4 separate regions of the Sus scrofa genome follow, and all the other regions are linked to region 1. The links are chromatin contacts, called in public Hi-C and HiChIP or PLAC-seq maps. All regions are on one chromosome and are shown on one strand. Each heading gives the region's core, a stretch centred on a gene start, on an enhancer-like site or on the middle of the called end of the contact. The rest is flanking DNA. Distances are from core to core; before and after follow the strand shown.

What was found. Hi-C and Micro-C count contacts between places; a contact is called where the count stands out from the background. HiChIP or PLAC-seq counts read pairs in DNA pulled down with a chosen protein or histone mark.
Region 2: a contact with region 1 is called in an H3K27ac HiChIP or PLAC-seq map of alveolar macrophages. The contact joins two enhancer-like sites. A contact is called at or near these places in 3 of 47 Hi-C or Micro-C datasets (embryonic fibroblasts, skeletal muscle and subcutaneous adipose tissue) and 2 of 2 datasets of contacts at active chromatin or transcription factors (alveolar macrophages and skeletal muscle).
Region 3: a contact with region 1 is called in an H3K27ac HiChIP or PLAC-seq map of skeletal muscle. The contact joins two enhancer-like sites. A contact is called at or near these places in 7 of 47 Hi-C or Micro-C datasets (embryonic fibroblasts, epiblast stem cells, fetal heart ventricle and 3 more) and 1 of 2 datasets of contacts at active chromatin or transcription factors (skeletal muscle).
Region 4: a contact with region 1 is called in a Hi-C map of embryonic fibroblasts, with 4 times the contacts expected there. The contact joins two enhancer-like sites. A contact is called at or near these places in 6 of 47 Hi-C or Micro-C datasets (embryonic fibroblasts, epiblast stem cells, fetal heart ventricle and 3 more) and 1 of 2 datasets of contacts at active chromatin or transcription factors (skeletal muscle).

Annotation. Positions count from the first base shown.
Region 1 is chr10:27,159,140-27,162,261 of Sscrofa11.1, forward strand. C10H9orf3 (aminopeptidase O) reads right to left here. Exons shown (of 19, transcript XR_002336299.1): 13 at 1,430-1,492; 14 at 955-1,029. Among named protein-coding and RNA genes, the nearest start is that of MIR23B, 80 kb to the left of the region's middle. Within about 2 kb of position 1,737, at least 57 of the 83 cell types and tissues checked have an H3K27ac peak or open chromatin away from gene starts, as enhancers often do. A contact at or near this core is called in alveolar macrophages, skeletal muscle and subcutaneous adipose tissue, where this site is marked.
Region 2 is chr10:27,264,407-27,267,459 of Sscrofa11.1, forward strand. All of the region lies in intron 5 of C10H9orf3 (aminopeptidase O), which reads right to left. Among named protein-coding and RNA genes, the nearest start is that of MIR23B, 190 kb to the left of the region's middle. Within about 2 kb of position 1,730, at least 24 of the 83 cell types and tissues checked have an H3K27ac peak or open chromatin away from gene starts, as enhancers often do. A contact at or near this core is called in alveolar macrophages, skeletal muscle and subcutaneous adipose tissue, where this site is marked.
Region 3 is chr10:27,082,552-27,085,540 of Sscrofa11.1, forward strand. It overlaps C10H9orf3 (aminopeptidase O), which reads right to left. Exons shown (of 19, transcript XR_002336299.1): 16 at 2,118-2,202; 17 at 1,546-1,632. Among named protein-coding and RNA genes, the nearest start is that of MIR23B, 3.8 kb to the left of the region's middle. Within about 2 kb of position 1,285, at least 25 of the 83 cell types and tissues checked have an H3K27ac peak or open chromatin away from gene starts, as enhancers often do. A contact at or near this core is called in skeletal muscle, where this site is marked.
Region 4 is chr10:27,033,154-27,036,293 of Sscrofa11.1, forward strand. FANCC (Fanconi anemia group C protein) reads left to right here. Exons shown (of 14, transcript XM_021064601.1): 10 at 26-125. Among named protein-coding and RNA genes, the nearest start is that of MIR24-2, 45 kb to the right of the region's middle. Within about 2 kb of position 1,673, at least 5 of the 83 cell types and tissues checked have an H3K27ac peak or open chromatin away from gene starts, as enhancers often do.

The DNA.
Region 1 (3,122 bases), core at 487-2,986:
ACCTTCGTTAGGATGTGCTTTGTGCACATTCTCAGACGCTGCAATGCCCATACTAAGGCAACACATCCCAGAAGTTGGCAGCAATGCTATCAGCAAGAATTTGGCTTCAGAATCAGAAGTGATTCATCATACGTTCTAGCAGCAGAAAAACAACACACCGCTATTTTAATCCCTTGGTGCTTTCAAGAGGCGAAAAACAGTAAAATGATTAAATCACGAGCCACAAAAATCAGACCTGCTGTAACATTTGTAAAAACGTTATTCATTTTTAAGAGTTTCCAACGGATCACTCAGGAAACAACAGACTACTTACCTTATTTCCTAATATTTATGACAATGACAAATCAAGTTTTAACTTAATACCATTTCAGGAGACAAGGGGTGGTCCAAACTTCTGCAAAGCAGCATACTGAAATTCTAAATTTAGAAAAGCAAATTTCTCATTTGCTTTAGTATATAAAATCCCTCCCAGTGTTTCAAAAGTAATATACTTCTTTGGCCTTCCCTCTCCACTTATGAGATGACTCTAAAAGTCTAAATGAATGAGTGAGGTATTGTGTATATTACAACCCAACAGAGAAACCTGATACTGTGGGCGATTTCTTCAGAACACCCCCTCTCTGAGATATATATATAATTCCACAAATACTACTGGTCTAATATAATAATGAAACTCACTTATACTCTAATGCTCTATTTAATGAGCATGAAAGAAATCTCCATTCCGGATCATTCTCACTTCCTGAGTACATAGTGTGTTGATAATCGCTAGGATTAGCAACCAGTATGTCTATAGAACTATCCACGTAAATCTAAGGCTTACTGTAAATTTAACTAAAATTTGAAAAAAAGGCGGCGGGGGGGGGTGGAATTCTATTGTTGTAACCAAGTGCTCTGGGGCAGGCGGGGAGAGTGATCAAGAACTCCATCCTGTGCTCTTTGGGGAGCCCCTACCTTTGCAAACACTTCTTCGGTCTCCCTTCGTTTCCGTTTTCGGGGTCTCCGGTTCACTCGAACCCATTTCTCGACCTGAAGTTCGAAAACCATAGGGCATTTTAAATGCAGGACGGGTCCTGAGAGCCGCCCCTTAGCGTGAGAAAGAAACGATCGACGGCCTCGCGACGCAGCCGTCCTCCGCTTCACCTGGGGAGGCTGCAGGCACCTTTCGGGGCTCCCGAGGCCGCCTCCGCGCAGAGGGCCCTCGGTCTGCGGGGAGCCCAGGCCGTGACCTTCGCCCCGGCCGCTCCCGCAGTCACGGGCCCGCTTGGCCGCCCCCGCGCCGGTGCGCGCCAGAGCCCCGGAACAAGGGCCATCTTACCCACCAATGTCGCGCGTCGCCGCCAACCGAGGGCTCCGCGACAGGGATGCAATGCGGGACCCACTGCCCCGGGAGGGAGGAGAGCGCCGGGACCACGCCGCCCGCACTCACCTCTGCGCTCACTTGCCGAGCGAGCCCGCACTCCTCCCCGGCCTGGCGCTCCCTCTGCAGCGGCTGCGGGGGAAGGGGACAGAGTCAAGTTTACCCCGGGAGCCGCCCCAGCCTCCCTCCCCAGTGCCCCACCAACTCGGCGCGCCGCCCCCGTACCTCGCCCGCGGGAGGTGAGGGTGGGAGCCGGGCGCTGGAGTCCGCGCCCAGGGCCGTCCGCCCGGCCCGCCCGGCGGAGAGCGGCGGGCGCTCGAGGCCCGCAACACCTAAGGCGCAGCGCGGGCGGCGGGCGGCGCGGGGCCGGGGCGGCGGCGCGGGCGGCGGGCGGGCGCTGGGGCGGGGGCGGGGCCTGCCTTAAAGGTATAGGCGGCCGCACCGCCCTCCCGGCAGGTCGCCTCCGCCCCCGCCCCCGCCGGCGCGCCGGCTCTTTTATTGTTCTCCTTGCAAACATCTTTTTTCTTCTCCCCGCGTCCGGCCAGCGCCCGCGCTCCTGCGCCCTCCCACGCGCGGACCGACCCCGGGCGCGCACGCTTACCTTTCCACCCCCAACCCCTGCGGGCTGCTCGGGTGTCCGCGAAAAGGTTTCTTGGCCGCGGTGGGAGTAAAAGTGCTGTCCGCTGGCAGGAAAAAGGGCTGAGCGGGAGAAGCGCCCGCACCCCTGCGGCCAACCTGAACTCTCTCTTCGGGTCAGAAACCTAAGTGTCCAGATGGCCATCACGCAGGGAAAGGAACTTTCCTAATGGAGTTTTCTCCGGGAATGGATCAGACGCCATTAAGTACACGTTTTTCAATGGCCCCTCCGGCCTCCGGGGCGGTGGCAGGTGACCTCCCCGCGGAGAAGCTCGGAGCGCGTAAAAGGCAAACGCCGAGCTCCTTCAGCGAGTCTCGGGAGCTAATGCGCTCTGGCTAAGCGCTGCTGGCGCCGCTCTCGTCCATTCGGTGGACCCCCCCAAGCCGCTTGTAGAATTTAAAAAGGAGACAATGTCTTCCTAAATAGAGGGGAAAGTTTCCACTCAGTTTATAAAAGTGTGCGATACCCTCAATTTTTTCCGCGACCCCCAAAAGACTTTCCTTCTTCATCAGAAGTTGGCTGAACCAGCCTGGGGGGTGAGTGCTTGGGGAGAAGAGTCGGGTCGCACTCGTGTTTGCTGATCTTGACCATTCCTTTAACTTTATCGCATTTCTTTAAAGAAAATCTGTCTTGCCCTCTCTTTATTGCTACTTCATCCTTCTTTCAAGATCAAAAGCTTCAGATCAAAGCCAAGATCAAACTCACTACTTTAAATAGAAGCAACTTTGCCGTGGAGTATTTTACACAAAGGGGAGTTTCTTAATAGAGACATCAGAGTGAAGAACTTTATTTTATCCCTTCATCCCATATTCATAACTGGACTACTTAAAATTATACTGATGATGCACTTCTATTTCCTAAAACAAACAAAAGGGCTACTTAAATGGGAGATTTCTGACTTTGTTTCTCCCAGACTACCAAAAAACCTATGGAGAGTTAAATCAGCGTATTAACCATTATTAGCTAAGTGCTATGAATTGCATGCTCATTTGCTAAAGATTTTTCAAAGTGTTATGGAGTCTTTCTATACATAACGTACAAACCATCACATACAATTTTTCTACTGTAAGAGAAATGCCTAAAAATGGATAATGGCTTGCAAGTCTCAAATGCGAATACGTACAG
Region 2 (3,053 bases), core at 480-2,979, 110 kb after region 1:
GCCTGGCCTAAAGCAAAACCAAGCATCAATGCACGTAACCTTAACTACAGTGTTTGCTTCTGCAAACACTATAATGTATGAAATAAAATATTAATAGCCATTACCTCAGTTCTTCTGAGAACAGACCTGAGTCACAGTTTTCGTGTGGCGTGATTTCCACACAAGCGTCTCACGTCTCACCGTGTACACTGCTCACGTTGCCAGGCGGTGGAAGACTCAGAGCAGGCGAGACCAAGACGCGTGTGTGTTTTCATTCCATAATGTCATGGGCAACGTTGCTTATTTTGGAGACCAAGTTCAGTTCTGAATTTATCACCTATTACACATTATAAGACGAATCACCTAAACACGTACTAGGAGGGGTGGCAAAATTATTTTTAACTTAGAAAGGAAAATACTGGAATGAGATTAACATCTCTGTCATTTATCAGCAGCTAGATTTGCCATCACTGCTGAACTCTCTGACATCTCCAAGCACCGAGAGGGCAAAATATTTGTATGAATGGATGTATTTCTGACGCCTGGTGCATTGCAAATGGACATAAGTAGATTTTTTTTTTTTTTGTCTTTCTACCTTTTCTAGGGCCACTCCCACGGCATATGGAGGTGCCCAGGCTAGGGGTCTAATCAGAGCTGTAGCCACCAGCCTAAGCCACAGCCACAGCAACTCGGGACCCAAGCTGTGTCTGCAACCTATACCACAGCTCACAGCAACACTGGATCCTTAACCCACTGAGCGAGGCCAGGGATCGAACCCACAACTTCATGGTTCCTAGTCGGATTCGTTAACCACTGCGCCACGACAGGAACTCCATATAAGTAGATTTTTAAACTTTGTGCAGATGGTGTTAAAAATGGTAAAGACATTCAGCTCGCCCCCGGCTTATAATCAGTCCAGTTGCCCCCACCCCCACCACTGCTTGTCCTCTGTCTTCTTGATAAGCTTTGGGTTCATAGCGGCCTAAAATCCAACTGTTTGACAGTTTTGTGTCTGATGATTATAGAGTATAGAGCTGAGTGAAATAAAGAATAAAAGTCAATAAATTAACTAGAAATCCTTACACAAGGGTCCAAAGCCACACACACACACACACACACACACACACACACACACACACACACACACACAATCATTGTATGAAACGGTCTTGAGTTATCACACATCACTGTCAACTTCTAAAAGCAATACCCACTGCGGTACCGTATTTTAGTGTCTGACTTGTATCATTTCATCACTTTTATCTCACATTTGAACTGTCTTGTTTTATGGAACAGCTTTAACCACTTTTTTTCCCCCACATGAGCTAATGAACCTAATGTACCACTTTCTGTGTTCTGACATAACTGCAACTTAAATAGATTCAACCTCAACTGTCTTTTATTAAGGCAGAAGATCTCTGCTCCACAGCTGAATCTGAAAGCTAATTTGAGATGAGATTGTATTTTTATAATAAACTTGCTATAGAGAAGCTGAAAAAAAAAAAAAAAAAAAAAGAATGAAAAGTCAAGGAGTTCCATTGTGGCTCAGCGGTAAGGAACCCAACTAGTAACCATGAGGATGAGGGTTCAATCCCTGGCCCTGAGAACTTCCCTATGCCCCAACTGTGGCCCTAAAAAGCAAAAAGCAAAAAGCAAAAAAAAAAAAAGAAAAAGAAAAAGAAAAAGGGAAGTCAAGTGCCCATCCTAGTACCTAGCACACAGTAAACAGGCCACAAATGGTAGTCCCGCCCTCTTGCTCTCAGATTGCTAAGTGCTTTCAAGTCTGTGTTTAGAATTGATTCTTCAAATCCCCCATGAGATAGTGTCAAGTGAACATTCTGCTTTTATTGGCGGGAGGCAGGGAGGGGGAGGATGGCTCATTTACTCCTCCGAGATGGGATCCTGGCACAGTCCAAGGCTGGACCGAAACTGGCGCTCTCGGCCGCAGCTTAGCGGCAGGGCTTCTGGGCTAAATTGCTTCTTGAGGTGGTTTGCCACACCGAGGTGTGTTTTTTAAATCTGTGCAATAAAATTTGGTGTGGTCAGAGAGGCGGCGGATGGGAACCCACCCACAGGCAAATGACGTCAAAAAAGCTAAAGGGAAACATTGGGCTTCTCTGTTCTCGAGCAGCTTCTGCTATGTTAAGCAACCTCAGAAGGAAGCTGACTTTCCATTAAAAAACAGCCGCTTTGGCAGTTGTCACAGACAGCCTGGGGTCTTATACTTCCCCTCTCAGGAAAGTGGGGAAAATAATTTCCATAAGTTGGAAAGGAAGAAAGCTGGAGTTCAAAGGCACTCGACGGTCAATTGATGTTAACTTCCACTTCCAAAGAGCAAACAAGGAAACTGAGGCTCAGAGCAGGTTGGATACTGAGCCTTTTACTTCTGGATTTCCAGCCTAAAACACTTGGCGGTCACAAACCTGACAGTCCGAAACTTTGTCAGCTGCTCGGATGAGAAAGGACATTGCAATGTGGTTTTGTTTTGTTTTGTTTTGTTTCTTTTTAGGGGCTCACCCTTGGCATATGGAAGTTCCTAGGGTAGGGGTTGAGTTGGAGCTGCAGCTGCCAGCCTATGTCACAGCCACAGCAACGCCAAATCCAAGTCACATCTGTGACCTACACCACAGCTCCCGGCAACGCTGGATCCTTAACCCACTGAGTGAGGCCAGGGATCCAACCTGCATCCTCATGGGTACTAGTCGGGTTCTTCACCTACTGAGCCACAACAGGAACTCGTTTTTTGTTTTTTTTTAACTTTGACTTAAGTATAGTGACATTTCATCAGTTTACAGAGGGGCTGCTTCAGCAGAAGTTCATGGTGGCTGAAGGGGGAATGGTCCTGTCCCATTGAGCCCCCTGACACCCCAGCTCTTGCTGGGATAGAAGCTCTGGAGAGGCTGTGTGGATGTGTAAGGGGCACACAGCCAGGCAGACCCTTCTTTCTTACACTTTTGTCCCCAGAAGACAACCTGATGTGTGGGCCTGAACACACTTTGCAGACAAAGCTTCCCCCTGCAACTCTGGGGGGTCCCCTGCCTGGGGTGGGACCAACTATTGGATCTCTCAGTTCT
Region 3 (2,989 bases), core at 35-2,534, 77 kb before region 1:
GTCAGGGAGGTTCCCATGAGCTCCCCTGTGGAAAGCCCTGCAGCTGAAAGGAGCCCCCAGGGTGAGTACCGAGTGCATGTCACAGACACAGGCCTTCTTCCCAGGGATGTGTGTCTCAGCACTGCTGGGAACGAAGACCACCCTGTCACCCAGCAGCCAAGGCCGCCCTGGAAAAGATGCCTGTGGCTCCAGCCCAGCCTGCCCGCTTTCCCTCAACCGGCCCCACCATGGGGGCAAACACTGGCTCTTCTGTTTCGAAAACAATGCTGCAAAGACTCACATCTGCAGTTCCCCTACAGCTTTAAAAACAGCCAGTTATGTTCTGGAAGACCAAAAGATCCCTTTGGTTCCGCCTTCGCTCTTGTTCTGAGCTTAGTTATGTGACAGATGACGGTCTGCTGGAGCAAATTAAAAGGAGGATCTCAAAGCCAGCGCAAAAGAAAACTTTGGTGGCTAGGGGTTCAAAAAGACTTTCCTGAAAAAAGCTGATGGTGAAGCCTCATTTTGGCAAAGACTGCTGTTCCAAATATGCTGTAGTTACTTCTGGTTTTCAGAACAGACCTTAAGTGGCTCTTACATCTCCTCCTCACACGCCCCTCCACGTCTCCAAACACCTCTTGCCTCACTGTGCAAATGTGACATTTCTCCTGGGACAAAGTCATGTATTTTTCTTTGTGGGAAGAACGAGCCCTTGCTTGCTGGCTGCCCCCTATACTCAGGCCCTCTCAAAAGTCCCTTTGTTTGCCCCGCCCCCACTCTCCGCCCCAACTGAAACGTGGCTCCCCTCTGTCAGCCCACAGTGCTCGGCAGAGAGCTCACTCAGAGGCACACGCTGGTCATGCCAACAGGGGTGAGCTGCAGCCAACTTCCTGCAGCCGACAGAAGCCATGGCACATGCACCGCCATGGACAGCCGCGCTGGGGGCCACGTGGCTGGGTGCTGACCCCCACATACTTGGGCCCAGCAGAGGCGGCAAGGACAACCTCTTCAGGCCAGTGCGCATATGCACACACTTCCTGCAGCCTCTGTGTAAGGTGATCGCTTGCCCTGGTGAACAGTGAGCAAAGTTCTCGCAGGAAGGAAAGCCAGCACAAGGGTCCGCCTGGCGTGGCAGGGACAGACCAGACCGTTCCAGTCAGCCAGGGCTCTCCCAGTCTAATCTTCACACGTACTCTCAGTCAGGGCCACAGGAGACACAGAGACACACCCTAGCATCACTAAGCCATGATCCTGACCTAATGCAGCTGAGGCTGGAAGATGCAGGGAGGCACATGCTTCATTGGCTCGTGGCAACAGACCACGGCCACGGCCAACCAAGGCAGCTTCTGAGAGAGGTGATGTCATGGCATACCAAGAGAGAGTCTGGAAAATACCAGCTCTGAAGTGTGACAGGAAAGCTCCTAGCAACTCTTTAAAACCCTTGGAGAATGTTTAACTATTTGCTATGGAAGAGATGTCGACAACGTGGGTCCTTGTGTTAAGTGCACTGCATAGACCAGGTGATAGCATTTAAAGAATCCCTGTCCGCTGAAAAATGAAACTTACCTGATCCTCTTGAAGGAACCTTTCCACATGTCCATACGCTTTTTTGTATTTGTGCTTAACGACAAGTTCACACCATCGATGGCGAACCTTCAGAAAACAGAGAAAGTTATCACTGAGTAGCATTCCTTGGCTTAACATGTGTAATGACACAGAGCTTCCCTGTTAGAAAAAGTTACTCTCTGAAATATACTGACATTGTTGAGACTTTCAGATTTCATGGAGTGTCATCTCTTATATGAAGAAAGGAACAACATTCCTCATGAGGAGGGCAAATGGTCAATTTTAGGGGAAGACTGTGCATATTTCAGTGTTTTTTGATGTTTCTCAACACAATTTTGCAAGAAAATAACATGTAAAACAAAACAGGGAAAGGAAACACACATCCCCGGCCAGCCAGGCAGGCGCTCCGCCCTGCAGTGATGCGCTGTCACATGAAGGTTTTCTTTATAAGCTGCCACTACTTAATTTCCTGGAATAGCCGATTTTGTTCAGTGCTCTTGATTATAACAATAAACACAGTTAAAGGAGGAAAACACTGTTCTCCCCGTTCCCGAGAGGCAAAGCGCACCTACCGAGGAGCTGGAGGTGTCTGCCCACGGCGAAAGGAAGGCGCCGAGCACCGATGATGGTGCGAGCGCTGCAGGTCTGCACAACCTGCTACAGAGAGACAAGGCAAAGGCTGGGTACCCTTGAGAAGAGATACTTGGCTAAAGCTTAACCAGCAGGAATTTGCCGGGAAACCAACCCCCACAAACCCCAGAGACAATCTGGAAGTTTGCGGTGCAGCACTGGCTGCCTCTGCTGATGAGAGGCCTTCTCTTGCCCCCACACTCCCACCTCTAGGCACTTCGGGCACATTCTTTACATGGAGAGTCTACCCAAATTTGGTTTCAGAATCCGGGGCCAGGCCATTTTCAACAGCATCAAAGCCCTCTCGGTTATACCCGGTCAGGAGGCCACCATTTCCTATTTTATTATTCGTTCCGCCTCGGCCATACATGGAAGTGATGACGTGCATTTAAAAAAGCCTCCATCGCTCTTTGTTTTTATTGCCTTTGAAAGACGGAGACCCTTTACAGTGATCCATTTGTGGCAACAGTAAAATGTAAACAATTTCAACATTTTGGCTGGGGGCCCCTGTGAATTATATCATTACCCACTGTCGCTCCTTTCATCTACTATAAATAGATTTACACACAACCAATTCGGAATGAACTAAAGCAACGTCCTTTGGAAAGAATCCTCCCTCTAGGCAACATGCACTCGGAGACACGCGGGGATTGTGGCAGTGGTGCCCTTTGCTTACCGGCAGCTGGGCCCTTTGAACTTCTAAGGACAGGATGCCAACAAACTTTACATCCACGAAGGAATTTCAGAGGCACACGGAAGGGAGCACAAAGAGCCTTGGATGCCCCAACACAAGAGAAGCAGGTTGGGCTAGACA
Region 4 (3,140 bases), core at 423-2,922, 130 kb before region 1:
TGTGATCTGGCTTTGCATTGCTCAGGTACGCGCTCCTGGAAACTGATGGAGCCCCAGAAGTACTAGCCGCTCTTCAAGTGTTTACACGATGCTTTGTAGAAGCTCTGGAGAAAGAAAACAAGCAGGTTTGTGATATTGTTATATTGCAGCTATTATTCATTCCCTCAAAGAAAAAGAGGCTGTTAAGAGTATTTGATTAATCACCAGAAAGGAGCACTTTATTTTCACTGATTTTGATAGACTGCTTTGTTCACAAAGAAGGCTTCCAAATGAATGCCCCCGCAAAGGTAAAACCATTTTAGTTGAAAATTAATCACGATGGCTTCTGTCTGTCTCGTGTCCTGGAACTCAGAAGCATCTCTCTACTGTTGTGCAGAGAACTCTGTTATGCCAGCATGGCCCACCCCAAAGGATGAACTTTCTGGGTCCTGTTTGTCCATCAGGACTCTGCCCGTCCTGGGCCAGAGAAAGGTTTTCTGGAGTCTGTGTGGTGTGTGCTAAGAAGGAGATGCCACTGATTACACAGCAGTAGTAGATATTCTTTTCTTTCTTTTTTTTTTTTGTCTTTTTGCCATTTCTTGGGCCGCTCTCGTGGCATATGGAGGTTCCCAGGCCAGGGGTCCAGTCGGAGCTGTAGCCACCAGCCTACACCAGAGCCACAGCAACACGGGATCTGAGCCGCATCTGCGACCTACACCACAGCTCACGGCAACGCTGGATGGTTAACCCACTGAGCAAAGGCAGGGATCAAACTCGCAACCTCATGGTTCCTAGTCGGATTCGTTAACCACTGCGCCACGAGGGGAACTCCAATAGATGTTCTTAATATGGGTTTCCGTTTACATCAGAGACCTAAATGTGAACTGGTTTCCAGGAGGGATGGGAGAGAGTGAGAGTGATGAGAAAAGATTTGAATAATCCTAGAGGAGGAGCTAGGAATGGCCATGACCAAGAGGTATGTGCTGGACCCAATCAGTGAGCAAGAAGCCGAGCTAAGACCTGCAGGAAAACTTGCATGGGGTGAGTGGGGGGGGGGGGTCTCCCTGCCAGCAGAGGCAGCTGACCAGTTAGAGGGACCTGTGAAAGGGGAACCTTTTCTACTGGAGAGCTTCTTTCGCCTTTGGGCATTTTAACAGGCCTGTGCTTCTGATGGCCACAGACTAAATGTCACTGTGGGGCTTTGTCTGCTCAAGTGCCCCAGTCCGCTGCAGTTTCCTGTGAGGAAAGCCATGGGCCCATGGGATGCTCTCTGTGGTGTGACTTAGGAGAACCGTGCTATGATGACTGGCCCTCCTGAAATCCCATACACCCCTACACCAAGAACCCTCTCGGGTTTTAGCAGATGTTTCTGTTTTTTGAGGCAATGATAAATATTTATGAAGTCTTTTTCCCATCTTCTCTTTCCCTAGGGAAGGGAGCTAAACTCTAGCAAACAGCATTATCAATGGTACCCAGCCTGGAATTCGGGAGGAGAGCTCAGCTGAAAGGCACTGCCTGGCCCTCACATTTATTTTGAGGCATGACTATAAATATCTTTTATCCTCCCTGAACATTCTTTGTATTCCCAGTTAGGAGCTGGCCTCTAGAAAACCTGTCCCTTTGACTCCTGGAACACTTAGGTTAGGGCAGAGGACACCAGTGCAAGGCGTATTGCTTTGTCCTGTTCGCTCGAGTCTGTTGTTCTCATCAGCTTTGCTCCTGGGACACAGTGTTGGCCTTGGCACTTTAGATCTGGGCTGGCTGAACTGGACATATAACCACTTTTAGTGTGGAATAGTACCTGCCCGAGCTACATGGGTCTGGTGCTGTGAGGGGCACAAACTGGGTCCCGGTGGAAGGCAGGATGGAGGGGGCAAAAGAAACAGGAAGTCACTGCCCTGTTGTGAGTCAGGGATACGAGAGCAGTAACCTCTTCACTTTGCAAAGGCCTTGCTGCACGTGTATGATGTTGTTTCTCTTCCTGGGGCCGTTCCTGATTGCCTGCCTTTCCAGCCCCTTTTTAAATTTTGATTTATTTATTTATTTGTTTATTATTTGCTTTTTAGGGCTGCATGCACAGCATATGGAAGTTCCCAGGCTAGGGGCCCAATTGGAGCTGCAGCTGCCAGCTTACACCACAGCTATAGCAATGCGAAATCTGATCTGAATCCCCTACCCACTGAACAAGGCCAGGGATCGAACCCACATCCTCATGGAGCCTAGTCAGATTCGTTTCCACTGCGCCACCACAAGAACTCCTTGAGTGCCCCTTTTTTAAATGATTCCTGATGCATGCCATCTTCTGTCCTATTTGTTCCCTACATGACCCTCGTTTCTCTGTGTGTTTTATTCATTCATCCACATATTCGTTCTTAATAAATGAGTATCATCAGGGTTCCCTGGTGGCTCAGCAGGTTAAGGATCCAGCCTTGTCACTGCTGTGGCGTGGGTTCGATCCCTGGCCCAGGAAATTTTGCAAGCCTCTGTCATGGCCAAAAGAGTCAAGGTAAAATAAAGAAATGAGTTATCTGCCAACCTGACATCCACCAAGACCTAGCCCAGCTGTAGTGACTTTGAGGTGCCATGTGCTCCTTTCTATACTGTCACCCTGACTTCTCCCCAGGTAACTGCTGTCTTGACTTGATGTTTATCATTCCTTTTCTTTTTCTGAATCACACATATATATGATTACTAAACCATGTTCTCTTTACTTGTCATTGCTTTTGCTCTTTCTAAAACCCTGCCACAGATAGGAGTGACACCGTATGCAGTCCTTTGAGCCTTGTCCTTGCCTGCGTGGTCTTAGGATTGCTCCAGGCTGTGCGTGGCCTTGGGGGGAGTGCTGTGTCCTGCTGGGCGGGGCAAGTACCACAGTGCAGCCATCTTCCTGGTGCTGGGCATTTGCATTGTTTCCAGATTTTGTTTTCTTTGATGCACAGCATCACTTTGAACATGCTGGGGAATATCCTTAAGAGTGGAAGTACTGGTTCTGAGGTGGGCAGAAGTTCAGCCTAGGCTCATACTGCCAAGTTGTTTTCACCCGTGGTTGTGCCAATTAACATTCCCCCCAGCAGTTGAGGAGAAATCCCATTAATCCACATTCTTTCCCATTGTCAGAAATGTTTATCTTCAGGGCTCCTCGTTCTCTTTTTATCCTTTCC